Regions from separate parts of the Mus musculus genome. Here regions 1, 2, 3, 4 and 5 are each linked to region 6. Evidence: chromatin contacts called from public Hi-C, HiChIP or PLAC-seq and Micro-C data. All regions are on one chromosome and are shown on one strand. Each heading gives the region's core, a stretch centred on a gene start, on an enhancer-like site or on the middle of the called end of the contact. The rest is flanking DNA. Distances are from core to core; before and after follow the strand shown.

Region 1 (3,334 bases), core at 150-2,649, 270 kb before region 6:
GGGAGAAGAGAATCCTGCATAGCAACAACTGGCCTGGGAGCACTTACTCACTCTCAGACTAAGGTCCTATGTCCATTCAACTGCAGTATGAACACTTTTCTTCTGATCACCACTGATGGCATTAGAAGTTCCTTGGGCCTCTCGACCCTCTTGTTCCCTCTTTTGGACATGTTGTGGTTGACTTTCTTTTGTTTTTCAGGACATGGGAGTGACTCAGTGCCTAGAAATTCCTTTTTTTTTTTTCATTCTTTTCCCAACATATTGTTTTTATTGATTAGATGGGAATTTCATATTATCTTCCCCTATCATACTCACTTCCCAGTCCTCCAAGGTCTGTCCTCCACCCTGTTAACTCCCTCACCAGAAGAAGAAGGAGGAGGAGGAAGAAGAGGAGGAGGAGAGAAGAAGAAGGTCATCCAATTTGTGTTACCCATATACTCACTGGAGCATGGTCAAGCTCCCAGTGGCCAGCCCCTTAAAGAAAGCTGAGTCCTTCCCCCACCCACTCCCCTATCAAAAGCCATCAATTTCAGAGATCTACACTTTGGTACTCTTATCACAATTTGTACTAGTTCTCTTCCATGGCTTCCTGTCTAGGCTGTTACTTTTGGGTGGTCCCCTTGTTATCAATGTAACCATTAGAGACCTTTAGAGAGCCAGTGGCAACAGTTGAAAGATAATACCTTTAAAGACTCTGAATAAAAACAACAACAACAACAACAACCCAGAATTTCTCTAGAGAAACATCAATTTATATCACTACATGGTTCTTGTGAAATTAAACTTGAGCCAGTGTCACCAGCTCAGAGGTTTCCCCAAGGAGCTCATTTTGCTGAACTGGCATTCTCTTCAGGAGAGATGCGGTCCCCTATTGGACCATTCCCCTCTTTGAAGGTCACCTATAATTACCAGGCCTCAAACAAACAAGAACCTCTCTCCCTTTGTGCTGAAGTAGCTGTTGATCCCAAACGCTTGTATGACATCCTATACATTGCTCTTTCCCATGTACAGAACTGGCCACCCTGTTCCTTTGTTTTTCAAAGAGGAGTATTTGCAATTTACAGTGTACTCAGCTGCTGTGTGGATACTGAGGTAGGAGAAAACCTGGCGCTTGCTGAACTCCTTTAGAACCTGAGAGAAACACCAACTTGGGCTAGCATGATGTTTTCCTATTGAATTTAACCTTTCTGCTTGGATGAGGAAGCAGTTTTGCAAAGTCTGTTCAGACTCGGGCTCTCTGCTCTCACAGCTATAGGGAGGCAGATAGCCTGGTGTGGATCTCTGTCTCATAGAAGGTTTTGTTTTTTTAATAGCACACATATGAGAATTACACCGAGGGCCTGTGGGGTTTTGGGTACGGACAGCTGCGAGGAAGCTGATATCCTCTGGGCCGAGACTCATGCAGGTCCTGGGCTGACAGCTGCCTGGTGCCTCTGTCTCTAACAGCACAGTGATTCCAGCCATCCTGGTCTTGTGCTCTGGAAAATGTGGGGCACACAGAACAAATACTTCTTTGGGGGAACAACTGCCTTGAAAGAATAGATGGTTCCACACCCCAGCTGTGAGGGCCATTTGTGTGAAAAGCTCCACACTAGGGTGAGGGGCAGAACAGCTGTTGCCACAGCTTAGATTTCCAACCAGAGCAAATTGTTGGCTCCATGGCGGAATCTGGTTATGTGGACATTTCAGCTGTTGACTTCCATAAGGAATGGCTTAGGATGCCAACTTCAGAGTCTCTCTTTCTCTGTCTCTCTGTCTCTCTCTCTCATGTGTGTGTGTACATGTGCAAATGCACCTGAGTGTGGAGGCTGGAGCATAGCATTGGTTGGTTTCTCAGTCGTTTTTTCTACCAGCTTATTGCTATGCTAAGACAGTGTTTCTCACTGAACCTGGAGTTGGATAGACTGGCCAGCAAGCTCCAGGATGCTGGTATCTCTTCTTTCCCAGTACTGAGGTTCTCCATGACCACCGTTAAGGTGTGTTCTCTTAGGTGGGTGCCAGGGATAGAACACAGCTCCTTATGCTTATGTGGCAAACGCTTTCCCAAGTGAGCCATCTGCACACTCCCCAGAGTCTCTTTTCAGTACGGATTATAAACACAGACCTTGTCGGTGACAATTTAGTCCCACCTGAGGTGCCAGGGTGCCATTTTCATATTGTTGCTAGTTCCAGAGTCCACAAGGTCAATGCCTCCAGTCTCCTGTGTCTAGCCAATTACTATCCCTGGGTGGGGATCCAATACTGAGCAGTGATAGTTTCTACATATGGGTTTTGTTAAAGGAAAGAATAATGATCTATATCAGAAACAGGTTCTTGAGGGGATGGAGTCAGGGCCTTGTTAGTTGCCTGGGCTGGTGCCTAGTTTGTGGGCTCAAGTGGTCCTCTTGTTCCAGTCTCTTCAGTAGCTGGGTTGGCAGGCATGCACCCAGACAGCTGTTTCTTAGAGATCAGTGTCAGATGTGAAGGTGACTTTGTGAAGTCAGATGAATAAAGAAGGCATTGTCTCCTCTGCTTTGAGAAACTGTGTAAGGATATGAAGAATAGGGTACATGAAAGCACACACACATGTATACACACACATGCATATATGCACATACAGATATCCAGACATATACATGAACACATATGCCCACAAACATATACACATGCACTTTTACATACACAGTCCATCCATGTGCATGAACACACATGTGCATACACAAACGCCCACATATACACATACATACACACACCATAGGCCCCAAATACTCCCTACATGTGCACATATACAAACACATGTATTCACACACAATGCACACATGCACATACACACGCACACACAAACATACACATGCACACAAGCATATATACATGTTCATATATACACATGCATATACACAAACACACACACACACAAGTACACAAACATACAGACTTTAATACAGGACACAATTCTTTGAGGGCATGGCCTTTGACTTATCCATGCAAGGCAACATTCATTGTGACTAAACGAAGAACACATTTAAGAGCCAGAGCTAAAAATGAAGAAAAGTGAAATGTTTAAGATAAAAGGGTAAATAAATTTAAACAAAAGTGGTCCAGAGGCCATGATTTTATATTGTGCTTTGGAGCAACATCATTAAACAAGGTGAGACTGGGTGTGCTTCAGTAGCAGTGTGTGAAGAAGTCATGAGCATCTGTATAAAGTAGCAGTGCTCAGAGGAGTGGAGGCAGCGGAGATGCACCCAAACAGAGCACAGAGAATGGTCGGAGCAACTGGGCGAGGAGCAAGAATCCATCCTCTTAAAGCAGCACATCTCCATCAGATAACAACTCACATGCTTCCTAGGGCATA
Region 2 (3,416 bases), core at 510-3,009, 470 kb after region 6:
GTCCACAGAGTTGACTATGGCTGACTATATGGTAGCATTTTCTCCATTAAGATTCCATTTTTCCCATGTCTGAGTTTGTGTCAAGATGGCAAAACCAACCAGCATAAGAACCTAGGGGTTTTAGGGTGATAAGAGTTCATCATGGCAGGAAGCCACAGCAGCAAGAAGGCGCGGCAGCAGGAGCAGGAAGCTGAGAGATCACATCACAACCCACAACAGAGGTCAACAGGAAGTGGGACAAAGCTACATATTATTAAAGCCCACCCTCAGAGTCGGACTTCCACCAGTAAAGCCACACCTTCTAAACCTTCTGAAGAGCACCACCAACTAGGGACAGAGTTTCAAATGTCTGAGCCTATGGATGGCATTTCTATTCTAACCAACAGGGCTGGGTTTCTTATGTTGGTTAGTCATTGATTTGCACCCAATCTGGAGCAAATCAGTATTTGTTCCTGTCTCTCCAGAAAAGGTAAATGTAACTCCTCTACCATGACCTCCCTTCCCTGAAGCAGCATGCTCTCTTGGGCCTATCCTTTCCAAGTCAGTGTATCTTGTCGCTCCCTGCATCTGTTACTCCTGCCTTCTTGTTGCTCTTTAAAGTCTGAGATTCTATTACAACCATAATGTTATAGGTAGTAACCGATGATGCTAAGCCTTCACTCCACAAGAGGCAGGCATTACAGAGTGTCAGGGGTTCCTTTCCATGGAGTGCCTTTTTCTGAAGAGGAAGGTGGGTGCACTAGTTTGAGTATGCTCACCTTGTTGGTATGTGAAGAATGCACTGCCTTCTGAAGCCACAGTCTGTGGCATCTTCCATTCTATGCAACCTGTAGGATGAAATTACTTCCAAAGCTCCACTGAAGAGCTGAACCCTGATGGAATGTCCTATCCCAGGACTCTCTTTGCTTAGGCCTCTTCATATTCTTCAGTGCTATCTGGCAGAATATATTTAATTTCCTACGTTTTCTTCCTATTGGAATAGAAGCTTCAGGAAGGCTGTGCTTGTGCCATTCAATGTTGTAACTTCACAGTTAGAAACATACTGTTCCAACCAGGTATTCTGTGGGTATTTGTAACAGGCCCAGTCCCTTGTGGCACAGTCCTCTAGAAGAGCAAGATCAGACAGGCTCATTCAATGTAAACCATTATGTTAGTTCATGAGGTCTTCACACAGCCATCTACACAGTCCAGGGATTACTGTGGTGTGCCCAGGGGCTTCTGATTTCTTATCAGTCAACATGTCATATACTGTCTACATACCTAAGTTAACTATTGAAACACTAGCAGTGCATCAAAACAATATTTTAAATAGCAAAACAGCACATTTATAAAGGCCTCCTTTCCAGAAGTGTTTTACCGTGCTCACACTGTGTGTTGGGTACTATTACGTGCATTTAGGAAAACAGAGTTCCGTTCTCTAAAAACAGCAGAATGCTGGAACTGAAAAGTGGGGGCGAGTCCATCTGGGCCAGTGTAAAGTGGGACAATGGAGATGGAGCCACAGGGCATATGGAAGGACTGACAGTGCTTCTGGGAGACGGTAAGAGGAGAGGGGTGGTATCAGGAGCAGATTTTCACAGAAACACAGTGGGCAATGGGCCATGCTGCTCTGTAGAAGAAACTGATTGTGGATCCCAGAGCCTACTGAGCCCTAAGTTCTCTACTCGGCTGCCAATTCTTACAGCAGAAGGGTACCGTGCCCTTCATTGGTTTCCCGCTCCATCTTCCCTGCCCCCATGCAGTGAGATCCCATGCATCCTTTTAATTCCCTTTTACCCTTCAACACGCACCCAGGTGCTATGCACTAGAAATCTCCAGGACTGGGCTTATTCAGTATAAATAGTCCTCATCAGACCAAAAGTGAGTTTTCCCAAGATGTTACTCTCTGGACACGGCAGCAAAGGATTCTTGAAATTGGAAAGTAATTTCACATTGGAAATGAGCTGCTAAAGTTAGGAAGGAGGAATTATTTAGGGCCAGAGGAAACTGCTTAGCACTCCTAAAATTATACAAAGCAGCAGCTGCTTGCTGTGCCTCTGGAAGAGGTAGGTGCTGTGTGTCTGGGTGACACTTAGGTGCAGGAAATCTTTGGCCTACCCATTCCGGGGACACAAGGGTAACTTCATGGGAATCTGGCAAGGTCACCAAAGGTCAGCGGAGGCCCTTGACCTGACAGCCTCAGATCGTGCTACGTTTATTTTAGGACAAAAGTCTCCTCATGGGAGCTGGGAATGAGCTAAGAAAAAACTAATTTCTCTCTCCTCTCTAATTGATAACACATGGCCTCAATTATAGACACCCCTGAGTGCTCTTTTAAAATTGACAAAGCTTTCTGCAGGAAAAGGAATGGCCCATTGAGTTAGGAGATCTGTGCATAGCAGTAGCTGGTGCCAGATGTTATGGAAGAAAGCAAAAGACCCCTATGATGCCCCCAACCATAAAGCCTTAGCATGGGGAAAAATCCTTCCTGACCCCGGGTGGACACCAGTCACAAGCCTAAGAGCAAAAGGGCCATTACTGCTGGCAAAATGTCATCCAAATTGGTGATGCTCCAAACACTATGGTTCCTAACAAATTAAGCTAAGTGCCTTATGAACAGTTGGTGACTATTAACAGTTACTACACTTTTCAACAGTCTTTAGCAATTTTCCCAACTCTTCCTATGTTAATGATGTGTTAATCACTGCCTAAACAAGGCAGATAATGAGACATCTCTGTGTGCCACTGTAGACAGAGAAATGGGAATATTCAAAATATAGTGACAAAAATAAGTTGAAAAGAGATGTTTCCTTAGACATCGCAATAATGAGACTCTCAGGATGCTCAGGGGAAAGTTGTAATAAGTGCATGATATGGAAGAGTTGTGTGTGTAAATGAATCCATGTCCACACATCAGCCCATGCAAAGCTAGAAGTGAGTGATAAGTTATTTCTCCACCGATGAAATGAGCCAATTCAAGCCAGATTCGAGTATATTAAATGCAGGTTTCTTGGGAAACTGCTCTGGGCTGGTGAGTTCACTGGCCCTAAGGAAAGAGGCCAGGGAAGTCACTGTGGGAAGGGAGAGAGAGGGGAGGGGGTGGGGGAAGAGACAAAGAGTGAGCCCCAGCCCTTGTGCAGCGAGAGGGCAGATAGGGAAAAACTAAAATGGCTGGATTATATAGGGAAGAGCCTCTGGGGGAAGGGCAGCCCAGCCTCTAGGTTGGACATTTCAGGGCTGGGGAGCAGGGTATGCCAGGTAGGGACTGAGTGATGCTGGGAGAACCCGGAAGCCATGTCTGCTCTGATATGCAAAATATGCATCCCAGTCCATTGTCCTGGGTTTGAAACCAAACAGTAAGGATGAGGATGGGTTAGCAAAATGTACAGCAATCTTATTAAACTTCAGTCCTCTACATCCATGCAAATGAATGTTAA
Region 3 (3,282 bases), core at 168-2,667, 430 kb before region 6:
TACAGGAGGACAACTTGGCACGGTCAGATTGCTGTCCCCTGCCTAGTGCACGGCAACTGGCTTCTTGGGATGCGGAAGATGTCTGTTTGCGAGGCTCAACCTCTTTCCCCTTCCCTAAGCCTCCACCCCATCTTCATTCCAATAAACATACTTTTCATAAGAGAGAAGAGCTAGAGTATATATGTCTTGTTCAGGTGAGTGTCTTTTATTATATCAGTACCTACCCGTTGTACTGGTTTATGTTCTTTTTGTGTACTTAAAATGAACAGAAATGTATTTTCTTAGTAGCTTTTCAAGTCCTTGGGACCAAATTCCTGACAGAAATAGTGTGGGAGAGGGGAGGGGTTACTCAGGAGGTACAGTGGTATACATCAGGGAAGGCTTCTTCCACAATTGTACACACATCCAAGAAACACTGAGATTAAGCTTAAATGAGGAGTCAAGGCCTGATCTCTGACCTCCAGTGACCCATTTCTTCCAGCTAGACTCTCCCTCCCAAAGGTCCCACAGTCTCTGAAAGCCTAGCCACCAACGGGGAACCAAGTGTCCAAACAGTTGACCCGTGGAGGCATTTCATAGTCAAGCCATAGCACATACTTAGTTTCTAATTTGGGCCTTGATGAAAATAATTATTAATCATGGCACACTGATGTTCTTCTGGTGCTGGCATGAGGCTCTTCGTGTCTACACGGTGGCTATCCACGAAAGGCTGGCTGCTGCTTATGAGTGTTTGTAGAATGGTTGTAGTCAGTGCCCCGTTTCTCTCACCTGAGGAGGAAACTGAATAGCACCCTTCTGTAGCATGAAATAGAGATCTCTAAGTGTGGTCCAGACGGCAGGCAGATTGGTGTCTTCCTATGTAGCAGGCTGTGCTTTGTTCCTGGAAGGGTGGGCTTTCTTGCTACTCCTCTTCTTCTTTAATATCACAAGTTTGGTTTTTGTCATCTACAGAGATTTAGGAATTTATCACATTTTGTAGCCCTTTATAGTACACAACCATCGTTCCATTGTTGTTGTTGTTGTTGTTGTTGTTGTTTTTCTGTTTGACATTTGTCCTAGTTTCATTCTGTTGACGTTGACGGAACACTCTAACTAAAAACGATATGAGAATAATCTTAGGTATTTTCCCATTGCTGTGATAAAACACCATGACTAAAGCAACTTTATAAAAGACATCATTTAATTTGGCTTACAGTTTCAGAGAATTTGAGTCCATCGTGGCAGAGTGATGGAGCAGCTGAGAACTCACATCTTGAGCCACACCTACAAAGGAGAGAGAGCTAACTGGGAATCACACAAGTCTTTTGGAACCTCAAAGCCCAACCCCAGTGACACACCTCCTCTAGCAAGGCCGCATCTCCTGACACCTCCCAAACACTAACTGGGGACCAAGTATTTAAGCATGTAATTGTGTGTGGGGACGCCATCATTTAAACCACTACAAAGAGGACAGGGTTTGTTTGGCTTACATTTCCAGGTCACAGAAGTCAGGACAGGAAATGAATCAGAGACTATGGAAGAATGCTGTTTCCTGGCTTGTTCTTTATACATGCTCAGCTTGCTTTCTGATATATCCCAGGCCCACCTGCCTAGGGATGACACCACCCACTGGGGGTTGGAAGACAGTCTCTCACAGATGTGACCACAAGCCAATCTGATCTTGGCAGTTCCTCAGTTGAGACTCTCGGGTGACTCTGGGCTGTGTCAATTTGAAAGCCAGAGCTAAGTAGGACAACCTCACAAGTAAATAAGAATGACAATTTTTTTTTTTAATTCTCATAGGCAGAAAACTAAAGTTCAAAGGTTGATAGCCTAGAATCCTCATATTAGACAGTGGGCTTCATACCCACTATAGAGAGGGGAGGTCAGGGGGGCCAGAGCTCTGAAGCTGTTTACAGCAATGGTTGCAGCCAAGTGGGAGATGGATATTACAGAGACAGAAGTGAAGCATGGTGGGAAATTACTGTCTGAAGGAGACCAATAGCTATTTGGCTTTTATTAAATTATATTCTCACTGACCAGTGCTTCTGGAATACTATATTTGCCTCTTGTGGCCAGCCAGGGCCCAGGAAGGCCCTTGTGTCTGCTGTAGTTTGAGAATGAATGATGAAGCTATAATTGAACTAAGGGTGCTGAGATTGTATAAAAATCTTCCAACAGCTCCAGCCTCCTGAACCCTGTTAGAGTGATTGTCAAGATCTGACTCCTTGGGGTTTCCTCAGTAGCAATTTTGATTTTATCCTGGCCTGTTCTTTATCCCACAGCCTCCTTACTTTTAGCCTCAGCCTCCTCGTTTTTCTGTCTGGCTCTACAGGTATGGCTCTGAACATGTGATTAGCACAGAGGATCCCTGTTCAAGTACAGCATTTGATCCTCGGGCTATAGAGGAATGGAAGGGTGGGTGCTCTTAGGTGGTTCTGTCACCATACCTTGGAGAGAAGGGGATCACAGAGTGTGAAACAGTGCTTTCCGGTCTTAATGAGGAAGGGCATGGGTATGACCAGTGACACCAAGTGTGTAGCTGGCAGGGTAAGATCATTGAACTCAATGATGGTGTCAACCTTAGAGCCATAGACCTTCTAAAGACCTGTTAATCAAATCCTCAGGCTAAGAAGTTGCTAATCCTTCCCAGTCTCCATTAACACAATGCACTCCAGGATGTGCCTCTGAGTGAAGGGAGCCAAGCATCTCTCAGTCCTCTTCCACTCGCCCAGCTGATGGTTGCCTACCAACATTCTGTTGGTAGCCCAAGTCTCCTAACTCATGAAGAACTTCATTAAAGTAGAGTTCTAGCTGCCATATGAGCATCATCTGAGGCCAGCAAGATTCATACTTGGTGATGAGACTGCTGTAACACCAGCTGAGAGAGAGAGAGAGAGAGAGAGAGAGAGAGAGAGAGAGAGAGAGAGAGAGAGAGAGAGAAGAGAGAGATGCTCCCCTCAGTGTGTTCCTATTATCCATGAGCCTCTGAAAATGTGGCTTGCTCAAGAAGGCATTAGAGCTGAATTATCATTTATGTTTGTCACAGGGGTTGAAAGTGTGTAATGAGATTCCAGAGTTAATGTTTTGTACAGAGCACTTAGGAAAGCCAGGATGAAATTGGCTCTGAGTTCTGATGAGGCGTTTTAATTAAAGATAGTGTCTAATCAAGGGTGGAGCAGAGGCTGCTTAGAAAACGTCAGTTCATTGTCCAATCCACTGGTGCGGAGATGGACAGGCAACCTCTGTGGAGATCCTGCTGCCAACAGGGAGGGTGACAGTGAGGAACTATGTTTTGGGAGC
Region 4 (3,557 bases), core at 984-3,483, 350 kb after region 6:
TTTGTGACTGCTCTGCTTCTGGGATTGGAGTCCACATCTCTGTTCTCTGCATCTCTCTGTAAAGGTTCCTGTGGGTGGATTTTGGACCATTCTAGTCCAATAGCCTCACAAGCATGAGCATTAAAGATGCTGCTGCTCTGGGCAGAAGCGGGCAGTCTCTCCTTCTATGGAGAGCTGTTACCTATACCTGCCAATGAGTAAGCTCCCTCCTACAATCCAGAGACAGTCCAATCGGTAAAGCAGGACTGAGCAGATTGGCTTTTACATTACTAGGCTCCCCTGCATGGTTTATCTCACTTCCTACCATCAAACTGCAGGCTATATTTAGTGACAACTCAGAGGATTCTCTGAACCTTAGGTCTTCATATGTAAAGCTTACTTTTCTCTGCAAATATCCTAATGGCATAGATCCCAATGTCTGAGCTGAGACTCCTGTGTTGGGTACCAAGTACTAAAACTGATCCTATTGCTAGTGTGCACCTCTAAGCTATTATGAGGGCTCAAGACAACATGGAAAATTCCTGCTAATATCCTGTGTGTTTTTTTAAAAATGTGGATTCTGTTTGGTCATTTCCATATTTGAAATTTTAATGTTTGTGTAATCTTTTACAAAATTGAATTAATTATACTTGTTTATAACTCCAGGAAAGTGGGAGACAGAGCATTATTGTTTCAGTCTCATCTATACATCCATCATCCATCAATCATTCATCATCATCCATCACTCATCCATCCATCCATCATCTATCCATCATCCATTCATCAATCCATCACTCATTTTCATCCATCTATCTATCCATCATCAATTAATCCACCTATTCATCTATTTACCATCTATCCTCCATTCATCATCATCCATTTATCTACTCAGACTATCTATCTATCTATCTATCTATCTATCTATCTATCTATCTACCTGTCCATCCAATCCAAAAGGTTCATGGTGTTTTCTATAAACTTGGGAACCATCTCTGCCTTTCCCTAACCCTGTCTGTTCCAGGTGATTATATTTCTTGTCAGAGGTGTTATTCCCAGCTCTGCCCTATCAACTGGTCTTAAAGACGTGCCAGCTGTTACAACTCGTCCATATCCTTGCAATTGAGATTCAAATGCCACATGTCAAGGCCTCTGCCTGAAACTGGCCCTCAAGGGCACATAGATTCCCAGATGTCAACCTTTTCACACTAAGTTTTCTGATGATGACACAGCTCATGATTCTTGTGAATTACAGTTCGGCTTTGGAGTCCCTTAGCTCACAGCTGTTTCATAAGTCTCCATTTGCCCGTGAAGATAATATAGTAGGTTCCTATTTAACTACTAGAGTTTTGTTCTAATATATTCCTGTCCCCAGTGGAGACTTGAAACTGCAGATACTGTCAACTTGGTGGGATCTAGATTCACCTGTGAGACAAGCTTCCAGGCACATGCTAAGAGAGCCTCTGAAGTGCTCAAGTTTCTATATCCATATGCTAGTCCACTCTTGGCATTTAGCAGTTCTTTAAATTAGTTTAAATTAGTATAGTAGTATTTATATTTATAGTTAAATTAGTACATTCCTAGCTGGCTCATCTTCTCACCTTTTTAAGGCCATCAGCTTCTGTCTGTACTTTCTCAGTATACAACCTAGCAATGTTCTACTAGGAGTTTCATAAAGAATAGATTAGAAAATGCTAAAAACAACATGGTAGTAACAAGAATGAAAGTTTCAAACTTAGGTTGCAGTGGAATTTACTTCTTTTTTTCTTCAAAGCTGGGGATCAAATTCAGTGCCTCCTGCATGTCCAGTGAATGCCCCACCATTGAGCTACATACATCTCCGGCCAGAAATTCAGTTGCATAAAATATCAACACCTTCTCTCCCTGCTTCACACCTACTGAGAAAAGCAGGTAGTAGTGTGTATGTGCAGTAAGGGAGAGCTCTTGGGAGCTTCCAGAAAACAACCTATGGACAGTAAAACTAAAACAGGTCCAATGTCACGTGGCACACAGGTCTTCTCCAGAACCCGAGATCATTTTGATCATTTGCCTTGATGGTTTCGTCGGGTGCACATTTTCCCAGGGATGATTTAATTTTAGCAGCTTGTCCTTCTCCTGAATGGTAATTTTGTTGTTATTTCAATTAGACTGATATAAAATTCTTTTGTCAGCATTCCCTCCCCTGCTTTGGGAGGGAGGAGGGAGGCTCTGCAGCTGGTTGGGAGAGGGTGCTCAGCCACTTGTTGTTGGAATCTAAAATCTCCTTGTACTCCAAACACTCCAGTGACACTCATACTCCGGAAATAGGCACAGCAGCGGCAGGCATCAGAGGGATTAATTGTAATTGCTGACTCCTTTTGAGTACATTTAACCAACTATCAGAGCACACTGCCTCTCCTGTGGCTCCGGGTGCCGGTAAGCACATACTGTTATAATACTCCTGGGTGGGATGAACTCGTGAGAGTTGCAAGAACAACTCGTGGAGAAAAAAAAATTGTCATGGTATGTTTATTACTTTGGCTAGCTGAAGTGCCACAGGAATCAACTCTCTGACGCATTAAGGAGCAATTCCCTAACAATTCGATTCTGTTGCTTGGTAAACTATTTTTAGGAACCATCTCAGTGGGCTTTTAAAGGACACATGCCATTCCAATTTCAAAGATTATTTTAGTGCTTTGTCAAAATGATATGAATAACTGACATTCACTCTACAGATTAGAGAATTATGGGACATTCTGTGATGAAATTTGTATTCCTGCAAAACAGAGAAACCGGGCTTTTCCTGCCTGGTATTTTTCATTGCTGAGCTCTCTTGCAATTTCCTATCTTTGATATGATGCTAATCTCAGGGTTTAGCTTTGCTTAGTTACATAATCAGATAATAGGATTTTCTTAAAGCCACAACTTGGAAGACAGCCCGCACTTATCTCTGGCAGGGTTCTAGATACTGAGCAAATTTTGTTCCGTGGATGCACTGGCAGGTCGTCTGCCTGCAGAAGGGCAGAGTTGTATTAAATATGAAATGTGGCGAGCATTTTCGTCTTGACCTTCCTTGGGTTGACTGAGTGTGAAATGGCTCCAATTTCATGTTCCACATATCTTGCACATGAGTGTGTAGGCATTTCATTTGTTTAATTGGCCATAGAAGCAGAAAGCGACCATTGTAAGATCCCTTACTCAGAACACATTCCCAAATAGGCGAACTAAAATCTCAGAATAGTTTGCATACTGAACCCAAAGAGGAGGCTTCAGTGGGTACAGGGTCCCTTTGCTGGGTAACCAAGAGTATGTTGCCCTCAAGAAATCTTGCCACCATCCTTGTCATTTGTATCACTAGGAGTTCTCGTCTCCGGTGAGCTAATTATGTGAAGTTCACCATAATGTGAAATCAACTAAGGCAGGAAGTTTCCTTCAATTTTTCTTATGCTTGCAAGATGTATGGCCTTTTAAAAATGTATTCAAATAAATATATTCACTCGAGCACAGAATTAATGTGGTTCTGGAGCGCTGCCTTCGTGATTAATTTTTCCCTCTTCCTCAGAATAAATGGCCTGGATATTTAATGTTGTTCATTAATCTAT
Region 5 (3,535 bases), core at 35-2,534, 330 kb after region 6:
ACAAATATCTCTTATAGAACATGCATGTCTACTGCAGATGCTGCTGTCCCCAGAGAGATGAAATGAGTGTCCATACTTGTTTCTCTGGTTTATAAACTATGACAATTTTTTGGCCTGCTTTCAATACTCTGGAAAAAAAAATGAAAACAGTAGCCTCATTTTAGGATGTTGTGGCATGTGAAAGCTTCTCTGTCATGTTCTACATGTCAGTGTTTCATGTGTGCAGTGAACTGAGACTCAGCTGGGTCCAGAGAACAGGGTGAGTTAAGTCAACAAGGCTGATTCAAGTGAGAACCATTTCACAGGACTGAAATGGCTAACATCTTTCCTCGTAAGACAGAGCATAGTCCTTCATGTGTGTTACATGATTGGCTAGCATGCAATGACAGAGTCAGTAGGTAGAACATTTATCTTTTTGAATAACTTGAGTGGCCATGTCTCCACCAGCAGTCCCTACCTTCTGTGTCTGGTCTGATAATTCCCCAGAAAGATGGGCCTTCCAGGCATGGCCCAGGTGAGGCTTAGGACGTACCCCGCAGTAACTAGATCATTACAGAAGGCCCTGCAGACGGAGGTAACAAGTCAGTGATGACAGGCCATGCATCATGCATTCACTGTCCATGAAGGACTCTTTTTTTTTTTTTCCATGAGACTGATTTATCACAAGAGAAGGAACCTCCTGGGTGATGGAGTTTATACCATGATTTTGCACAGCTCCCGCAGATAGAAGGATCTTGTCACAAAAGTCAGGAGCAAAGGAGAATATCTGACAAAGACAGTTGGGAAAACTATGCTCTCTCTCTTCTTGCTTGGGAATGCAGAAAGCATTTGCCTAAGGAGCTCTGGCATAAATTCAAAATACAGCATGTCTGGTAATTTCAATTTTTAACAGCCAAGTCCTTAAAGAGAAGCAGGGCTGGACTCAGGGAAGAGAAGGAAGGTAAATTTCAGATGCAAATGACATCTAGCTGTGGCAGTCTGGGGAGAGCATATTAAGATGAATACACGCTTCTGCAGAGGAATTTATAGTGGGTCATTTCAGGCTGTTCTCTGGTCTGGGAGAGTTTTCCTTGCAGACCCTGGGAGGGATGACGACACTGGCTGAGTATCAGTAAAGGGTGTCCAGTGTTGTCTTTTCACAATTCGCATCGTTAAGCCTAGTTTTATTGTTCACACAAAAACTGCAGCTGTTGGCTCAGGATGCTAGAAGATGCTTGGAGTCAGGGCTAATTAGCCAAATTATGAAGCCTGGGATGATCCACAGCAAGCACAAAAGATGCTGAAATGCTGCCCTGGAGGAAGAGCAGTCACGCCCTCTGCAGGCCAGAGCGTGCTGTGGCTCCGAGCCTTCTCCAGACCTTCCAGCAGACCAGCTTTTGGATCTGTAGGAACTGTCACATAAGATTCATGAACACAGGAAGCACACTGGAGACCTCCATTAAGGCAAAACAGGGGTAGGCTGTGTGGAAGAAACCAACCACAGAGTAGGGTATTCAAAAGTCTCATAGATACTGTTAGCACATGCTCAGAAAAACAAAAACAAAAACCAGCAAAACAAACAAAACAAAGATCGTCCCTCGTAGAGGAGAGCACAGCAGAAACAAGCACAAGCAAGGAAGACAATAAATGGACCTAGCTTGATGTTGAAGTACTTGGCAATGAATGATATAATTTACTAAAATATTGGGCACATATTATCAACTGAGACCAAAGCAGAAGGAAATGTACTGTGAGCACAGTGAGGAACGTAACTGTAGTTGGTTAAGCAGTAGACAGAGTCCTCTATTCAGGAGGTTGAAATGGAAAGTTTAAGTAAAGGAAGCTGCTTTGCCACTCTAGAGTCAGATGTTCAAACAGAACCAGAGCCTGTGGCAACCGGCAACCACCCGCATCCTCTGGGATGCTGGAAAAACTAAGAGGTCCCTCCTGCGTCCAACACCCTCCCCCCCCCCCAAAAAAAAAAAAAAAAAAACCAAACCCAGACCGAGGTGCAGTTCTCAAAGTTACAGGAGAGGGTGTTCTTGGGAGACATTTAGGCGGTAGAATCATTGCACCAGGTGACAGAGTGATGTAAAGTCTGGGAAGGAGAAGCCGATAGGCTGATGCTGGTGCCTGCTGTCTAATTTAGGCAGTGCTGTAGAAGGCAGAGTCCCACGCCCATGGTGAGGAAGAACAGATTTGAGAGGGAATACCATTCAGGACGCCATTTGGGTTTACAACAGCCTAACTTTAAATTTAGCGCTTTTGGGACTACCGGGTGTGGTGGTAGGCATCTGTGAACCCAGCATGGAGGGCACAGAAGCAGAAGGCTCGCGGCAAATTGTGAGACCAGATTAGACTACATAGAAGACCCCGTCTCAAAGAACAAAACAGACGTCATGAAGCAAGTGGCCGGGCTGTGAGATGGATGGATATGCTTGGTAAGGAGTTGAGTTATACGGTACAGCGAGCCATTGGATAACAAGATAGAAAAGAAAGGGCGGAATGAGATAGCAGAAGGCATTTCCGCTAAGGATCTACACCGTTCTGCATGGATAGATTTGCCTTAGCTCTCCCACTTCTCTGGGGAATTGTGTGATCTCCCTGTTTAACCGCAGAAGGGAGATCAGAGTAATTACTTAGCAGGATTGCTGTGAGCATCAACTGAATCCATTCATCCAGGGGCTTCCAATAATGCCTAGAACACAGAGAAGGCTAATTTAGTGGGCTTCCAACGACAAAAAAAGTACAAGTTCACCTACACTGGACAATCCAAGGACATACACATTACAGGAAGTCAATACAGAACCCTCTGTCAAATACAACAGGAGGGATGCCCAAGACATATACTGCTATTGATCGTATGGCCATGGAGTTAACACAATTAATTTATCTCTTTACAAGATGAGTACTTTTCAGACTTATGCATTCAGTGTGAATATTAAAAGGATGGTTTCTTACACTGGGTAGTGAATCACCAGCACAGAGAGCCTGTGTAACTGTGGCACAACATTGAGCAGCTCAGATAACATTTACCTGAGAACATATATCTGAAATTTTACCTACCGTTAATTTTAGAGATTATGTTGGGAGTTTTTCAAATGCTTGTGTATTTCAAACAGGATCTTAGTATTGAAATCTAGGCTGATCTAGGACGTGGAATCCTCTCTCCTTTGCTTCCCAGGTGCTGGTATTATGGATACAAGCCATTTTGATGATAGCTTAGAAAACTTGCATAACACAATTCTAAGGTGTGAGGAGCGGGTGTGGTGGCAGTCCCAAAGGCGCCAGGGACTGCAGCTAAGTCCTATGACTTGCACCTGACTTCCTCATATAAGCCACAAACATCTTGAGAGCTGCGCAGGTGTACCAGGATACAGGTGAATCCATTTTGATGGAAATATGCCCCTGCTGCCCTGATTGGCTGAAGCTGCGTACCTGGTGAGGTGGCGTGGCCTGTTGTGCGTGGATGGGAACTGAGAGTATAAAAGAGTGAGAGGCCCAGGGTTCAGGGGAGATATAAACAAGGGAGATATAAACAAGAAGAAACAGGACT
Region 6 (3,393 bases), core at 605-3,104:
AAAACTGGGAAGAGACTGGAGATTCTAACCAATGTGGGTCATCTCTGGGATTTATAGATTACAGAACAATTTGTTTTCCAGTATGAATTGTACCCAGAACAAATGTTTCTGAATCTTGGATCTGTTTATCTATCTATCTATCTATCTATCTATCTATCTATCTATCTATCTATCTATCTATCTATCTATCTATCTATCCATCCATCTGTTTATTATTTTCAGCTCCAATTAAGAGCCTTCATTTGGGCATTTTTGTTAAACCCTCTCTAACAGTGAATGGAACTGAATAACCTTCTTCATTATGAGTTATCGTGTGGGTTTCTTGGGCAGTGTTGGGGATACTCGGTCACAGAATATTTTGAGATTGAAGCCACAGAGAACAGCAGATCCCTAAATGGGACTAAGATGGCAATTCCACTAGTGACTGGAGGACAGATAGACCATACAGAAGCCAGAAACAGCTGCTGAGCAGCTCAGAATATTGTCTTCCCAGCTTCTCCAAGGCCTGAGCTGAGAAACCAGATTTCTTCTGGGTGTACATCACTCTTTCCTCTCCTTTGAAGGACACTGAATTTCCATAAAACCACAAAGGCCAGAAGCACACTCAAGACCAAAATAGCACTGAGGTTAAAAAAAAAAAAAAAGAGTAACCTTGGTTAAACAGTGTCGCTCCACGGCCCATGGCCATTAAGTACTAATGCACTGGAGATGCTATGGTAGAATATATGGGCCCCCTTTTGAATCATAGGACCTTAGGCAATAAGAGCATAAACATTTGTTGGCAAGCAGGGCAATGAAGCAGAATGCAGTTAGTTCAGATGCAGGCATGTTGATTTCCTGTGCTATGCTCAGCTGGACTCTGAGATCGTCAGTACTGTGAACTCAAACCTACATCCCCAGCCAGATTCCTACAGAGGGAGGGGACAGGAGGGACGGATGGCCAGCTTGCTTTGCTCCTGTGTGCTCAGTCTAATCTGTACATATGTGCAGATCCATATTTAGAATTTGTCTAGGCAGAGAGTGGTGAGCCATGGAAGCTTTTGCTTATCACTTGAAGGATGCTGGGGAGTTGTACGCCAAGCTTCTATCAGGAGCCCTATTCTCTTCCTCCTCACAAATCCACAAAGACAGAATCTGCTGATGTGGAAACGAAGGCTGTCTGTCTGTCAAGGACACGGGACATTTGTGTCCTTCGCCTACCAGTTTCTGTCATATTGGCAGGCAGATGTAAGGCTCATGTGGGGCCACGGTGGGTCAATAACGTCAATATGGTTTTGAGTTTACATTCAGCTTTTCTTTGACTAAAGAGAGAGCTTTTATGTATAATTAAGGCTTGGAAAATGGTGTCAGCACTTTTCCTTTGAGAAAAAAAATAAAAAGGGTGAGGGCAGCTGCTAGATGGGCTAAAGTCTGTGGTCTTTCTCTTCAGTATTGTGGCTGGTGGTAACTCCAGGCTGTGATGTTTGCTGCCCTGGAGACATGAAATGTCCTATGGGAATGACTGTAACCAAGAGTCCCTCCCCCATTCTGTGTAGCTGCTGCACCCCCCTCTCAGATGAGTCCAAAATTTTCAGAGACAGCCTAGTTATGGCTAAGGTTTCAAGCCCCAAGTCCTTCACTGCTCTGAACGCCACCCTGATGTGACCTGTCACCTCCATTCCAACACTCTGAGAATAGCCCGCCCTGGTTGCCTCTGTGTCCTTGATGCTCAGCCATGTGTGACTCTGGCTGCCCAGACCTGAGGCTGCGGGTCTCAGGAAGGGCCAGCATCCTCAGTGAGCACCTCTCTCCGTACCACACACATCGGATTGATTCCAGAGAGCCTCAGAGAGGGCTGTGTGCCTTTCAGTGTAACAAAATCACTGTGGTAGTGGTTCCCAAGTTCTTCCTCAGATCTGGTAACCCCCCCCCCCAACCCCAAGAGCCCTCCGATATCATTCCCCTGGCTCCCCCTAGTGGCCCAGGGGTCCCCAACCAGAACGTTTTTTATTACAGGGTTTTTTTTGTTTTTTGTTTTTTTTTGTTTTTTGAGATTATAATATAATTACATCATTTCTCACTTTTCTTGCCAAACCCTCCCACATACCCCTCCTTGGTTTATAAGTTCATCATCTGCCTAAGGAGATTTCTGATGAGCCTGTTTCTATACCACATGTGAGGGCAACTGGATCCACCCTGATTCTAAACCCAGAATGTGGGGTCCTGGGAACTCTGGTGTTTTTATGCTCCCATCTCTGAATGCTAGTCAAAATTTCTGCCAGGGACCTTAGGGGCCACTTACCTTTGAGGTTGGGTTGGGACATCTTGTCTTTTTGTTTGTTTTATTTTGAAGACAACATGAGCCGACTCTGGCCTGGACCTCATCCGGGAATGCAGATGGGGCTCAGCTTTAAATGATTGCCTGCCTTAGTTTCCCCAGTGATCAGTAGCAGCGTGAGCTATGGTGGCAGTCTACTTTAATGAGAAGTCCAAGAGTAGAAGGTGAGGGACCAACTATCTCTGATGCTATGTCTGGCACCAGTCCTAAGCCATCCAGGTTGCTGATTTCTAACAGCTGTGTTAGAAAAGTTCATGGACATCACTAACATTTCTCTCTTGTGTGTTTCAGCCACACAGTTCTCAAATATCCACAGACACCATAGCAGCCCAGGTGAGCCAAACTAAGCAGCCAGCATCACTGCCCTCATGTTGAGCCACAGGGGTTGGGTCCTCAGAGTGCTGCTGCCACTGCTGCGAATTTGTATATATTTTTAAAGAAAAGTAAGCAAGTTAAGTTTATTGCAAAGGAAGGCTATAGCTCTCTGCAGCAGAGGAAAGGGTCAGAAACTGGTTGCTCTGCGGGTAATTTTAATTTTTTTTTCTATTTAGTTGCTTTTTTTCTTACTAAAGAATAAGGGGTTTTCTGTTAGACATAACTTAAAGGATCTTTGTTAGGGAATAGGGTGAGGGTATGGGAAGGGGCAGTTTGGGGTGGGTAAGCATGGGACCTCTTGGTTCAGAGCCTGGCTCCACTGTTTTTACTGGACCATTGAATGAATGGTCCACAGCCAATACCCACCCATCTGTGCCTTCATCTTCGGGACTGGCCTAGGTAAAGCTGTAAGCCTCCCTTACTCCATGTAGACCATTCTTACTGGAAATGAGGCCAGGACACAAGTCTATACCTCTGACCTTTCATTTGGGCACATTAATGCTTCACAATTTTGACAAAGGGAAGTTAACTTGGGTTTGGAAAGTTAGGAAAAGGTGTTGCTGCCATGCAGATCCCTTGCTCAATGAGGGCCAGTGAATCCTTTGCCCACTGAGTGCCAGCTCTCTCTCTCTCTCTCTCTCTCTCTCTCTCTCTCTGAGTGTGTGCATGCGTTTGTGCGTGTGCGATAATGGCTGATGCAA

What was found. A called contact is a pair of places that touch in the nucleus more often than the background predicts. HiChIP or PLAC-seq counts read pairs in DNA pulled down with a chosen protein or histone mark.
Region 1: a Hi-C map of myocytes shows a contact between it and region 6, with 6 times the contacts expected there. The contact joins two enhancer-like sites. A contact is called at or near these places in 7 of 484 Hi-C or Micro-C datasets (the C2C12 cell line, the N1E-115 cell line, bone marrow-derived macrophages and 4 more) and 5 of 115 datasets of contacts at active chromatin or transcription factors (bone marrow-derived macrophages, differentiating embryonic stem cells, heart atrium and 2 more).
Region 2: an H3K27ac HiChIP or PLAC-seq map of SST interneurons shows a contact between it and region 6, with 6 times the contacts expected there. The contact joins two enhancer-like sites. A contact is called at or near these places in 5 of 484 Hi-C or Micro-C datasets (cerebral cortex and embryonic stem cells) and 1 of 115 datasets of contacts at active chromatin or transcription factors (SST interneurons).
Region 3: a contact with region 6 is called in a Micro-C map of muscle stem cells, with 4 times the contacts expected there. The contact joins two enhancer-like sites. A contact is called at or near these places in 60 of 484 Hi-C or Micro-C datasets (B cells, the C2C12 cell line, the HL-1 cell line and 31 more), 16 of 115 datasets of contacts at active chromatin or transcription factors (astrocytes, bone marrow-derived macrophages, cardiomyocytes and 11 more) and 1 of 9 other capture datasets (embryonic stem cells).
Region 4: a contact with region 6 is called in a Hi-C map of myocytes, with 2.8 times the contacts expected there. The contact joins two enhancer-like sites. A contact is called at or near these places in 2 of 484 Hi-C or Micro-C datasets (embryonic fibroblasts and myocytes), 1 of 115 datasets of contacts at active chromatin or transcription factors (embryonic basal ganglia) and 1 of 9 other capture datasets (embryonic stem cells).
Region 5: a contact with region 6 is called in a Hi-C map of cerebral cortex, with 4 times the contacts expected there. The contact joins two enhancer-like sites. A contact is called at or near these places in 1 of 39 promoter capture datasets (hippocampal neurons), 12 of 484 Hi-C or Micro-C datasets (cerebellum, cerebral cortex, cortical glia and 7 more) and 6 of 115 datasets of contacts at active chromatin or transcription factors (SST interneurons, VIP interneurons, embryonic basal ganglia and 3 more).

Annotation. Positions count from the first base shown.
Region 1 is chr17:10,023,571-10,026,904 of GRCm38.p6, reverse strand. No RefSeq gene overlaps it. Among named protein-coding and RNA genes, the nearest start is that of Gm34799, 120 kb to the right of the region's middle. Within about 2 kb of position 1,399, at least 15 of the 459 cell types and tissues checked have an H3K27ac peak or open chromatin away from gene starts, as enhancers often do. A contact at or near this core is called in myocytes, where this site is marked.
Region 2 is chr17:9,290,589-9,294,004 of GRCm38.p6, reverse strand. No RefSeq gene overlaps it. Among named protein-coding and RNA genes, the nearest start is that of 6530411M01Rik, 120 kb to the right of the region's middle. Within about 2 kb of position 1,759, at least 8 of the 459 cell types and tissues checked have an H3K27ac peak or open chromatin away from gene starts, as enhancers often do. A contact at or near this core is called in SST interneurons and cerebral cortex, where this site is marked.
Region 3 is chr17:10,189,411-10,192,692 of GRCm38.p6, reverse strand. No RefSeq gene overlaps it. Among named protein-coding and RNA genes, the nearest start is that of Gm34972, 45 kb to the right of the region's middle. Within about 2 kb of position 1,417, at least 4 of the 459 cell types and tissues checked have an H3K27ac peak or open chromatin away from gene starts, as enhancers often do. A contact at or near this core is called in muscle stem cells, where this site is marked.
Region 4 is chr17:9,406,542-9,410,098 of GRCm38.p6, reverse strand. No RefSeq gene overlaps it. Among named protein-coding and RNA genes, the nearest start is that of Gm51424, 170 kb to the left of the region's middle. Within about 2 kb of position 2,233, at least 12 of the 459 cell types and tissues checked have an H3K27ac peak or open chromatin away from gene starts, as enhancers often do. A contact at or near this core is called in myocytes, where this site is marked.
Region 5 is chr17:9,426,365-9,429,899 of GRCm38.p6, reverse strand. The region is part of intron 3 of Gm51424 (a long non-coding RNA gene); the gene reads left to right. Among named protein-coding and RNA genes, the nearest start is that of Gm51424, 150 kb to the left of the region's middle. Within about 2 kb of position 1,284, at least 28 of the 459 cell types and tissues checked have an H3K27ac peak or open chromatin away from gene starts, as enhancers often do. A contact at or near this core is called in SST interneurons, VIP interneurons, cerebral cortex and 4 more, where this site is marked.
Region 6 is chr17:9,758,067-9,761,459 of GRCm38.p6, reverse strand. All of the region lies in intron 3 of 4930452A19Rik (RIKEN cDNA 4930452A19 gene), which reads left to right. Among named protein-coding and RNA genes, the nearest start is that of 4930452A19Rik, 16 kb to the left of the region's middle. Within about 2 kb of position 1,854, at least 47 of the 459 cell types and tissues checked have an H3K27ac peak or open chromatin away from gene starts, as enhancers often do. A contact at or near this core is called in SST interneurons, VIP interneurons, cerebral cortex and 6 more, where this site is marked.